Linked DNA regions of Mus musculus: all the other regions are linked to region 3. Evidence: chromatin contacts called from public Hi-C and HiChIP or PLAC-seq data. All regions are on one chromosome and are shown on one strand. Each heading gives the region's core, a stretch centred on a gene start, on an enhancer-like site or on the middle of the called end of the contact. The rest is flanking DNA. Distances are from core to core; before and after follow the strand shown.

What was found. A called contact is a pair of places that touch in the nucleus more often than the background predicts. HiChIP or PLAC-seq counts read pairs in DNA pulled down with a chosen protein or histone mark.
Region 1: a contact with region 3 is called in an H3K4me3 HiChIP or PLAC-seq map of bone marrow-derived macrophages, with 5 times the contacts expected there. The contact joins two enhancer-like sites. A contact is called at or near these places in 3 of 115 datasets of contacts at active chromatin or transcription factors (bone marrow-derived dendritic cells, bone marrow-derived macrophages and large pre-B cells) and 1 of 9 other capture datasets (adipose tissue).
Region 2: a contact with region 3 is called in a Hi-C map of bone marrow-derived macrophages, with 22 read pairs. The contact joins the promoter of Qrfprl here to the enhancer-like site in region 3. A contact is called at or near these places in 2 of 39 promoter capture datasets (the HPC-7 cell line and HPC-7-derived erythroid cells), 1 of 15 datasets of contacts at CTCF or cohesin (pro-B cells), 18 of 484 Hi-C or Micro-C datasets (CD4 T cells, DN3 thymocytes, the HPC-7 cell line and 10 more), 2 of 115 datasets of contacts at active chromatin or transcription factors (astrocytes and bone marrow-derived macrophages) and 2 of 9 other capture datasets (adipose tissue and liver).

Annotation. Positions count from the first base shown.
Region 1 is chr6:65,603,538-65,607,276 of GRCm38.p6, reverse strand. Tnip3 (TNFAIP3 interacting protein 3) reads right to left here. Exons shown (of 8, transcript NM_001001495.2): 6 at 1,320-1,436. Among named protein-coding and RNA genes, the nearest start is that of Tnip3, 15 kb to the right of the region's middle. Within about 2 kb of position 1,721, at least 7 of the 459 cell types and tissues checked have an H3K27ac peak or open chromatin away from gene starts, as enhancers often do. A contact at or near this core is called in bone marrow-derived macrophages, where this site is marked.
Region 2 is chr6:65,379,663-65,383,540 of GRCm38.p6, reverse strand. It overlaps Qrfprl (pyroglutamylated RFamide peptide receptor like), which reads right to left and starts at 2,247. Exons shown (of 6, transcript NM_175524.4): 1 at 1,911-2,247. The coding sequence starts at 2,247.
Region 3 is chr6:65,112,560-65,116,574 of GRCm38.p6, reverse strand. Smarcad1 (SWI/SNF-related, matrix-associated actin-dependent regulator of chromatin, subfamily a, containing DEAD/H box 1) reads right to left here. Exons shown (of 24, transcript NM_001355250.1): 24 at 526-2,274. The coding sequence ends at 2,213. Among named protein-coding and RNA genes, the nearest start is that of Hpgds, 30 kb to the left of the region's middle. Within about 2 kb of position 1,519, at least 30 of the 459 cell types and tissues checked have an H3K27ac peak or open chromatin away from gene starts, as enhancers often do. A contact at or near this core is called in the HPC-7 cell line, adipose tissue and bone marrow-derived macrophages, where this site is marked.

The DNA.
Region 1 (3,739 bases), core at 472-2,971, 490 kb before region 3:
CTGAACAAAACCTGGGATCTCACTAGTCATGAGCATGGCATTTAGAAATATGTATGCCTTGGAAGGCAGGAACATTCCAGCACAGCCCTTCAAAGAAAAGGTCTTTAAAACAACTTGCCTGTATTTGAGTAGTAGGTAGTTAAACTCTCATTCTCCCAAGATAAATATTATAAGAAAAAGATCAGAAGAACTCTTATTTCATAAATAGTCTCTGGGACCCAGTGTTGGGTAATGCTTTAATACACTTAAGTTAAAAGGAATGTCTAGTGGTTTTTATCTCCTTATAAGAATGTATGGGGATGATTTCATCCCCAGTCATAACCTCTTAAAAACCAAGTTCCAATCACCAGAATTCAAACAGGCTGAAGTTTAAAAGAATAAGAGAATAAAAATAGAACATGCATACACTTGGCGAAAGTTCCTTGTACTAACCTATAACTGAGAATTCAGTCTGTCCAATCAGGATTGAGACGTTATTTTTCCTCTTAAATATTTAAATTATTCCCAGAAAAGGTATCATTTGTTCTTTTTCCAATTAAAGTATTCTTATCCTCTGTTCATGAATATCCCAACATGGTAGAATATAGAGATACCTATGATTATAACTTTATCTTTCGTTGTTTGGCAATCCAGCCAAATGTTTTTTATTCTTGGCATACACGAGCAGCTCAGAAGTAAAGCAGCATGGGGAATTTTTAAAACATGTCTATACCCATTTTAAATTTTGTTATTACTATTTTGTTCACTCTATACCACTGGCTAATGAAATTTAATGTCGACACTATTTCAAGATCTAAAATAGAGCTAACTAACAATAGGTGAAATCACTGAATTCCACACACTGCAAGTATTTCATATGGCACTTGGTGGTATGATCATTATAGTCATGCAATTAGAAAAAGAATGGTTAAAATATAAATTAAGGATGTCAGCAATAGAGCCATTAAAACACAGAGGAGATGGGTTTTGATTGTCTCTTTGCTATTACAAACCAGAGTACACTTGCCACTGTCTGCATTAAACCTGCATTTTCCCAGAAACTTTTCCTTGCTGTGAAAGAAGATCAAACTTTACCATTTAATTTTGCAGATCATCTATTTACTATGATGTAGTAACAAAGTCCACTCGGTGAGATTTAGAGAGGCTGGGGTAGTGGGTGGAGGGAGCTGATGTCCAAAAGCAAACATGCTGCTTGCCTACTAACAGATGGAAGGAACTGAGCTAGCCTGATTGTCAGTGAGTAGGTTTCTTTTTGGAACCTGTGAGACAACTCAGTAAGTGGGAAAGTGCTTGCCCCGTGACCGCTTGTGGCCTCTTACCTGCTGCTTGTGCCATTCCACCTCTCTTCTCATCTCTGCATGGCTGCACCTGCCTTTACACTTCCCTGAGTCCTCAGAAAGCGAAGAGCTCCCAATGGTCAAGGCATCCTGAAGAACCTATATTAAAAATGAAGCACACTGTTGATAAGAGATTCACTCTCATCTTAGTAATTGTTTCATGATTGTTAGAATCTCCTCCAGTACAAGAGGAGGCATGTTTTATGTTCTCCACGTGGCTGACTAGCTTTTCTGTGTTTCGTTGTCTGCAGGCGTGCATATTTTCCAAGTCTCTGTATTCCCCATAGTGATGTAAAAAGGACTCAACATCCACCATTTTAAGGGGATCACTCATGTTGACCTCCCTGTCTCCTAGAGAAGAAAAGAGAAGACAAAAGAGGAAGAGCCTTCTGCAAAGCCTCTGATTTCCTCCAGTGTGTTTGCTATCTGTGCTATTCAAATGTTGGAGGCACCTAGAAGAGCAGATTCCTTGGGCAGTCTATCTAGAGGTTCTGAATCAGTAGGTCTAATGGGGGATCCAAGAACACTGTTGTAAGCCATGCCATATCTCCAAGGAAATCTATACCAAGTGCCCATTTGCACAGTTAAGGCCTCCAGGCCTGCTGTTCCTCTTCTGCTCTATCTTTTCCCAGCACACCGTTCCCTGAGCTAGCTAGACATATTTATGTTTTATCAAAACATCTATTTACTCCTGACCGTGTGGGATAAAATATGCTATAACTTTATGAATTTACCAAGGAATAAGAAGGCAAAGCAAAGTTGCTATTTGCTAGTGAATTCTCACCCTTTCTCACTTGCCCAATGGGGCTTCATACTCATACTTAGATTATATATGGATGTTACTTGTTAGATTATAAACAGAGAGTTACAATTCATGGTGAGTTTAATAAAAATAGTTTCAACATTTTAACCTTGTAAATTCAAGATGCTCTCATACATGAGTGTCCTCAGCACCATAATTGACAGTGTAATAATTAGTCAAGTGAGTCCTCTGGACTCAGAAAAAACGTTCACCTCAGAGGTCTATGAATTCACTTCCTAGGGAAACAGCTTACAAATCTTAGTGGGGCAAGCAGATAATCATAGTGGCACTGTACTGTCCACACTGCTACACAAGACTGTCATAAAGGCAGAAAGGAAAGCCAGCTTATAGTCTTGAACAGATTTTGTCACACTGGGAATTTTCTACTATTGGGTTTTAGAATCTATACACACCTCCTAGTTCAATGGAAGTATTAATTTTCAGAACATTGCAGGAGAAACTAAAGGAATCAGTATAGCCTCAGCTCCCCCCAAGACTATATTCTCAGCACAAAGAAGAGACAAAGGCAGGAAATAAGAGATAAAGACAAAAGATACAGAATGGGGGAGAAGGGGAAGAAAACAAAGGAGAGGGATATTTGTCCTGGGTTGGAGAGAGAGGACACAGACATGGCCCATAAGAAATATCTAAAGATAAAAGGGATGTGTTAGGATGAGGTGTTTGATTTTAATTGGGCATGTTTATTAGATGAGCCAAAGGGGCGATTTGATTGCTGGATTTCAGTCCTTTGATAGCAGGACCTCAGGAGGAAAAGGTGGCTAAATAAGGGAATAGACTTTGGTGCTATCTTTAAGAATGTAATCTAATGATTTTCAGCAAAGGAAATGGGGAAAAGGTCAAGGCCTGCCAGACCCATATTTGCCATGTTTGGGTTGGCTAGAGTGCCTTTAGACAAAAAAGTATTTTTTGGTTGTGATGTTTTTGTTTTTCTTTTTTCTTCCTCTAGGAGAAAATTAAAGAACAAAGTTATTAAGTAAATTGTTTTTTTAATTAATATACTTATTTATTTATGATAATGAGTTGGGAATCCTTATGTGTGTGAAAGCATTCAATTCAATTCTGTTGTAACCTGTATAAGCTGCATACTTCTAGGCAATAACAATCAAGTTGGATATTTGAAGCTATATGATCAATAGTAAAGAGAGACCTGAGAGGGTGACACAAGTGAGTAACAGCAATCAAACATGCCAAAGGAATGGCCAGGACCTGTCACAAGACTCCTGGAGATCATCTTATTTTGATTGCCTGGTTACCTCTCCAGTGCTCTTCTGAAAATTGAAAAATGAGTCATGAATGAAAAGTGAGTTGAATCAACATTTGTGTCATCTTGGTACTTTCCAACTTCCTTGAACCTGTCCTAGATTAGTCCTTTTCACTATCAGTTCTGATATACAAAACAGCATATATTTGTAAAGCTCATATTAATTATTTGTGTTACTGTCTGTTCCCATTGTTATTTTTAACCCTTGTATCTCTACTGAGTGACTGGGTTAGCAGTCAGCTAAAGGTTGCTCCCAAATTCATGTTCTGAGGTATACTCAAAATTTCTTCATATTTATTGCAATAGGAAAGAAAGAAA
Region 2 (3,878 bases), core at 998-3,497, 270 kb before region 3:
TGTTGTTGGTCACTCAATATATGGAATATTATTTATTCCATAAGTCTTGTCCTAGATAAGTAAGAAGAGGCTATCTATAGTACTTCTAATACCTTGTACTTCCATGATACGACAACTTTTTTGGCTTATTTCTGGGTTTTGAGACAGCTTCACCTGCTGCCCAGGCTGGCCAGAAACATAAAATTCTTCTGCCTCTCTACCCATCTCAGTCCTGGAATTAGACGTGTGTTCTACTGAACTGGGGATAATCATGTTTTACAAACTACTTTTTCAGACACACTTTATTTTTACACCATCTCCATAAAATATAAGAATAACATATGACCCTCAGTGAATAGTTGGAAGCTACAGTGACACATCTTTCCCAGAGTGGGGGGGGGGGGGAAGCAGAAAGCTTGAGAGACTCCTCAGACTCCCCTCTCAGGGAAGATCTGTGACCTTCCTGAGTATCGTCCCTTAACCTGACTTGGAACAGAAGGTCTGTCTCACTCCTTCTTGCAAAGTTCTCCAAATTGTAACATGGTATTTAAAAATCGGGGCCCAGACATGTTCAACTAGCCCCACGTTAGAGCAAAGTAGTGAACCTGGTCTTTCCATAGCCAGCAGAGAACCTCAATTCTTGTGGTCAGTGTCACAGTGATGATGTAACCACCTCAGCAGAGCAAATATGTTTCTAAGTACATACAGGAAAAGTAGTAGTAACTCTATGACTTCTCCTCAAAAATGTAATATTTGATAATCCAAAACCCTCCATTGATGAACTTAGCTGTCTCAGGTAAATCTAGAATGCCCAAATGCAATTATTTTATCAGAGAAGATAAAACATTTCTAACCTATAATCTATTTACAGTGATCTATATACCCTGGGTCACTTTCAAGCCAAACCTATGTACTCAATATTTGATGGATTTTTTTTTTTTTAGGAAATATATCAGATGAAATGACAGCAATTTACTATCCTTATCCCCAACAATTAATGCAACTCAAGTTCATGAAAAACCGCAACACTGAAGGTATTCGCTGGTAATCCCCTAGTGGTAGGAGGTAAGGAGTGATGAAAGAGCCTCCAGTAGTTTAAATAAATTAGCCTTAGGGACAGAAATGGCAGGGTAAGAAGGCATAATGATCCATTTCTCATGCATTTACAACCACTTTCTAAGAATTTCAATGTACCCACAGGATACAGCACTCTAGAAAGCAGGGGTAGAATTGCTATTTCCTGCCTAAGTTGCCCTGGAAGCAGTGGGAGATCATTATCAGTGATCTCGAGGCCCCTGGAACCCAGCGTCCACCTTTCTTCTGTTCCACCCACTGCCTCTCTCATTGCCTCCAGTCTCTGATTTCTTTGCCAGTCCTACCCCTTGTTCTAATGAAGAGCAATTTCACCTGTCCTTTAGAAATGAAGAGGGGACATGTTTACTTAATATTACTAAACCAACACATTTTTGCTCAGTGTCTACTTGTTGTGAAAGGTTTTAAGTCTGTGTGTTATTAGTTAATACATGCAAAACCTTGTCTGGAAGCCACATATATAACTGGGAAGGAAACCTGGAAGTTGGGGGAAAGAAGAGAAAAAAAAATGACCTTTGAAATGTTTTATTATTTGAAAGATTATTCTAAAATTGCAATGGTTTATTTTAAACAGCGTGTGGGGGAACAGCATGTAATTACGGTGAGGGGCTGAAATGAATGAAGAATCATGCTGCTGTGGACTGTACTTAAATCTTACCACAATCAATATATCTATGGGACAAGGAGGGATGCTGGCCCCAAGCAGAAAATAAAACAAAGAAACAAACGCCCCCTCAGCAAGTAAGCCCTGCTGAGAAGTTCCAAAAATTCAGGGGTTCTCTTGATGGAGAAAACAAAAGGCGACCAGAAAGGAAAATGCCTAGCGGGGACCTCCTTACCCCCCAGCCAGGTGTCCGAGACGTTCTGGAGCATGGTGACCGGGATGCAGAAGAAGACGATGAGCAGGTCGCTGAGTGCCAGGGAGCAGATGAAGATGTTGGTGACGGTGCGCATGGCCTTGCTGCGGGTCACCACATAGACTACCAGGGCGTTGCCGAAGAGCGCCAGGGCAAAGATGAGCATGCCGACCAGCAGGAGGGCCAGCCTGGCGCGCGCGGGAAGCTGCGGGGTGAGCACCAGTGGCCGCAGCCCATAGTGCGCGATGAACTGAGCGCGCGTCAGGTTGTGCAGCCGAAGCAGCGCCGAGAGCTGCTCCGCGGTCAAGTTCCACGACATGCCGGGCTCGGGAGGCGTCTCGTCCGCGCGTGGGGCAGTCGAGGACCGGGAGGTATAGGAGAGAAGCCAGAAGCCGTGCCGCCGTGCCGTGCCGTGCCGTGCCCTGCCGTGCCGTGCGAGCGGCGCGAGAGAGTCTAGCAGTGACCAGAGCAAAGTCAGAGCCGCCAAACTGTTTGCAGTTCTAAGAAAGTTCCCAGCCAGGCGCTGCGGTCCTCAGAAACCTCGCAGCGCCACGCGAGGCTCAGTGTCCAGTTTTCTGGACCTTAGTGGAGCTGAACCCCGCCCCTCCGCGCACTTCCCAGCCCCTGGAGAGCCGCCTCCTGCAGCAAAGCACCTAACAAGGAGTGCCCTGCCTTGCTGGAACCACCCAAAGCCATGCCCCAGCCCAGGTTGATGATACTAAAACAAAAACTGTTGTTGAGGTTTGGAAAGCCTCTTGGTTCTCCTCTTGTAAAATCATGTATGGGCCACAACTACCCATGGCAAAGTGGAGTTCAAGTCTTTTCAGCTTTGAAATAATAATTACAGAAGAGAAGTTGCAGTCATAAAAAGAGGGTTCCAGGCATACTCTGACTTTCTCCGTTTTGTCATAACTGTGTATGACAAAGTACAAACCTAAAAATTGACATAGATAGAGAGAGAGAGAGAGAGAGAGAGAGAGAGAGAGAGAGAGTGTGTGTGTGTGTGTGTGTGTAACAAAATCAAGATACAAAACTCCATCACCGCCCAGATCTCACTCTGGGACATTTTCATGACCATGACCGCGCTCCTCCGTTCATGACCTCTAACCTCTAGCAGTCTCTGCACATCTGTCAAGAGTATAATAATATAAACAGAATCAGAATCTATATACTTTGTGTGTATGTGATCTCCTCCACCTTGACACAATATGCTGTAAACCTATCCAGGTTGTGAGATGTTTTGTAAATCTAACCAGGTTGTGAAGTGTATTGTCAATCTGTCCAAGTTGTGGGGTGTATTGCTGACATATACTAGTTTATTTCACTATTCCTTCCTTGTAAAACAGTTGGGGTGTCTCCAGCTTTGGGCTATAAAACTGCTATGAAGAAACATGGACTGGTTTCTGTATGGCTATAGTTTGCACTTTAATTATGGGAAGCATCAAGAAGTTTGTCTAGTCTGTGATGTTCTAGTTAGTTGTTTTGTTTTGTTTTTGTTTTGTTTAAACATCTTAGTACAAGGCAGAGTTTCTTATCAGCTTAGCACAAGAGAAGAGGAAACCACATTTGAGAAAATGCCTATAGGCAAGTCTGGGGAGTATTTTCTTGGTTAAAGACTAATGTGGGAGAGCCCGGATCTGGGTAGGCAGTGCCAACCCAGACAGGTGATTCTGGACGATATAGGAAATCAGGCTGAGCAAGCCATGAAAGAGCAAGCCAGTAAGCGGCACTGCTTCAAGCCCTTGTACCAGTGTCTGTCTTCAGGCTTCTGCCTTGAGTTCCTGCCATGGCTTCCCTCACTGATGGGGTATGACTTGAGAATTGTAAGCGAAATAGAAAGCCCTTTCTCCTCAAGCTGCTTTTGGCCCTGATGTCTTATAGCTACTGGGGTGATTCTGGACCACTGAAAAAGTATTGCTACTTGTGCTCTAGCCTCATAAAAAGAAGCTA
Region 3 (4,015 bases), core at 270-2,769:
ATAGCCACAATGTTAAGTCAGACAGCCACTGAAGAAGGTAGATCCCTTCTTTACAGGCTGCACAAATAGAAACCCAATCTTCTGATCCACCCACACCTTGACTCTATTGGAACTCCTATCGGCGAGTCACCTGTCCAAGACAAGACACATAAGGTGTCTTATTACACATATATGACTTATACTAAAAAAATAAAACCTATTTCATGATGGGTGGTGGACATCTTTAATCCCAGCACTTGGAAGGCAGAGACCAGCCTAGTCAACAGAGTTCCAAGACAGCTAGGTCTATGCCAAGAAATCCTGTTTTATAAAGGAGAAAATAAAAGCCTACCAATGGACTGTGATGTTTAATGACACTGGCCCAATGAAAGGACAATTGAGGATTCATTTTATGTACCAAATCCCTATCCATTGCCAAGCAATATCTTAAACATAAGATGGTCCTGTTTCTGTTCAATATTACATACTTCTCTGGGGAAGGAGAACGAGGGCTAAAAACCATTACAAAGGGTGTGAAATACAACTTAATGATCACAAATATTTTTATTAAACCCAAGACATAATAAAATATTACAGGGAGAATCCAACTACATTTCATTAGAAAAAATTCAGATATAACAACACCACAACCAATGAGCCTACTGTGGGAGACACATTTCACACAGAAAAGTTAAGGGAAATTCACTGTGGGTTTAAAAGGTACAATTTCCAACAACTTGACTAAGCGACCTGGGTACTGTGATCACAAGGAGGTAGCATTAACACCTGCAAATTCCTGGCAGCCCCGTAGTGGGGAGATAAATTTGATACAGTCATATATCTTCAATATTAAATCTACTGAGTCAGGAGTTCAGAGTCTCAGATACCTGAAAAAAAAATAGCACTGTAGGATTGTGTCACCCATCTAAGTGTTTACCTAGCACCTCAGCACTGGGGGTGTCTTGAAAAGTATGAGCTACAATAATTAACAAATCTCTCATTTATAAATAAGTTTATTTATAATGATATTTACATTATAAAACAAAGCACATAAAACTCACAAGTTATACAAAGAATCTGATGTATAATAAAAACAGCAATATAGACTGACAGGCAAAATTTAAATGAAAAGTTAATAAAGACTGAAATACCAAATAGACAATTTTACTTCTAAATTTCACTTTGTCACCCACACTGAACTGGAATTGAACAATGGCTTCTCTTCAGGTGGTTCTGTATTGGAAATCCTGGGAACTGGTAAATTATATTTTGTTAAGAATTTAAAGTTAATGACCTATTTTCATGCAGTATCTAGCATTACCTTGGTATGAAGTCACATCCAGTTTCCTTTGAAGTGAAAGTATCTTTAAGTTAATCTGTTCTGCTGGACTAGAAATATGCCACCAACATCTGCTGATCTTGGTGATTCAGCAGAAGGAAATGTGTAAGAGAAAACTGGAGCAGAAGTGACTGGGCAATGGTTAAGAGAAGCAAAAGCGGGAGAGGAAGCTGATAGCAACACACACAAGCGAAGGCAGAGTTAATGAGCCAGAGGTGCAATAAGAAAATGAAAGAAGGAACTGACCCCCCAGAGCAGGAGAAAGGCTTCAGTTCCTACTCACTGGAAAACAACTTAGTGCTTAGCCAAACAAATGTGTTCTAACAGGAGGAAGAAGAGGACCTGGGGACATTAGTGGATGGAATGCCACCTTGTGATTCAGGCTGAGTTCTTACTGACATTGGTGAACATCTGCATCAAATAGCAATAAAATGAAGACTGAACAACCTATACAGCTGCATTCTTTAACATAATAAAAACTTCAAATCAGACAAGCAAAACAAGACATAAACATTGTCAAATAAGGCACATGTAAATCTACACACATTATCCAGTGAAAGACACTATATATATATATATATATGTATATATATCTGGAGGTAGAAATAATTACAAAAATACTGACATTTCTAAAGCATTAGCATATTTGTTACAAACAATCACCAACTAACCCCATTCAGAAAACTGCTTTGAAAAATGATTAGTCAACATTTTCAGGATGTGAGGATCTGGAGAATCCAGTTAGTGGCAAAAAGTTGTCCATACTATGTGAAATGCAACATGAAATTATAAAAAATTACAAATGCTCAGAAACCCCATGGTCACCGTGATGTGAATGTCCTTGAATGCACCAAGTTGATATGTCCTCATCAATCAGGAATTCCGCGCTCTCCTTCACAGGCCCATTGATGTTTTTAGTAATGTGGCTATATCTGCTGGCATACTTCCTTCATCAGCTGCAGGGCAGAAAATAATGTGAAAGTTATGCAGAAATATCCGGGCTTCTAAGATGTATCTTCCTCCCAACCTTTCTTCTCTTTGGTGAATTCCTACCTATAACTAATTCCTAGTTTGTTTTGGTGTCATCTCATTAAAAACCTGACCTAACCTATACAGCTGAGTTATTTACTTTCCCACTTACTGGTAATAGCATAGCTGTAAAGTCACAACTATTTCTGATGTGTGCAGCAATAAACTACAAATGGCTGAAATGCAGCACAATGAATCAAATCTCTCAAAAATCTGAGACAATCAAAACTACAGGAGTACTTTCATGTGTTCTACTCTCTGGGTAAAAGATGCATACGTACAAGACACTGAACACTGGACAAACTGTTAAGGAGTTTACAGATACCCTTCCCTTCAAGCGTATTTAACAGACTAAAGACAGCCCATGGCATTAAGATATCAATTCTCTTAAAACTAACTGGCATTCCACATCCCACTAGAGAAATGTGGAGAAAAGACTATGGAGACTCTTTTAGTGTCTTTACTAAATAAAATCTTTTAGTGTTTTTACTAGATACTATTAGAACAAAATAAAATCTAAAGTGTGAACCTTAGCAGGATCCTTGTTTCAAAAGAAAGTGAAAAAATATTAAAAGGGTACTGGATGAAAATTGGCTTAGCAGCTAAGAGCATTGGTTGCTCTTCCAAAGGACCTGGGTTCAGTTCCAAGCACCCACATGATTGATGGCTTACAACCAGCTGCAATTCCAGTCTCGGGGGAATCTAGTGCCTATTTTGGCTTCTACGTGACTGGTACAAATCCAGTACGCAACATACACGAAGGCAAAAGACCTATTCGCATGAAACAAAAGAAATGAACCTCAGTAATAATATAGTAAACGGACAGTTGGAAGAAATCTGAGTAGGAAATTCGATTCTATCTAAAATGTTCTTGTTTGTAACAACTTAGAAAATATTTATCTAAAATCCTGTCACACCTAAAACTACCTTCAGACTGGCTCTGGAAGAGAGAAGCCCAACACATGCCAACCCTTCACAGCTGCCGGTCAGCGAGCTTTCCTTCATACCGTGGTTCTAAGATTTTTTTATATAAAAAGTTTTGTAATAAGAGTTCAAAAGTGTAATAAGCCAGTTACTTTAAGAAAGAGTCCCACGATTTTTATCATAAAGCAATGATTCCAGTTAATATACAGCAAAGTCAACAAGAAAGCTTGTTAAATTATACTAAGTACCACTGCCAGAGTTTCTAAGCAGGTTAAATCTTATAGAGAATTTAGAAATCTGCATTTCCAGCTGCCAAGTGCCTGGGTGACATAGCTGCAGATCCTGAGACCAAGGCCAGCTCTAGAGAAACAGACTCTATAGTCTTTAGTTAGCCATGCTGATTTTCCAGAGGTTTCCTAATGATTGCTGATACACACACTCATCTGCAAATACACACGTCATTCACAGGGCAACAGAACTCAGTGTGAGGCGGAAAGAGATCACATTCTCTAGACCCAGTGTCACTTCTTTTTAAAAATGAAACTGGACACATCCAAAGATAAAATTATTGTAATTGAAACTAAATAAATGACAATATTGTATCCTTGGTTTTATTGGACAAAAAATTTAAGCATCCCTTCGGGAAAAACAAACCAGAATAGGTAAACCCCTTTCCCAGAGCAGAGGGAAGGCATGGGAGGAAGCTGTGGGCTGCTTGGAAAGGAGCTCGGGAGCATTAGAAGC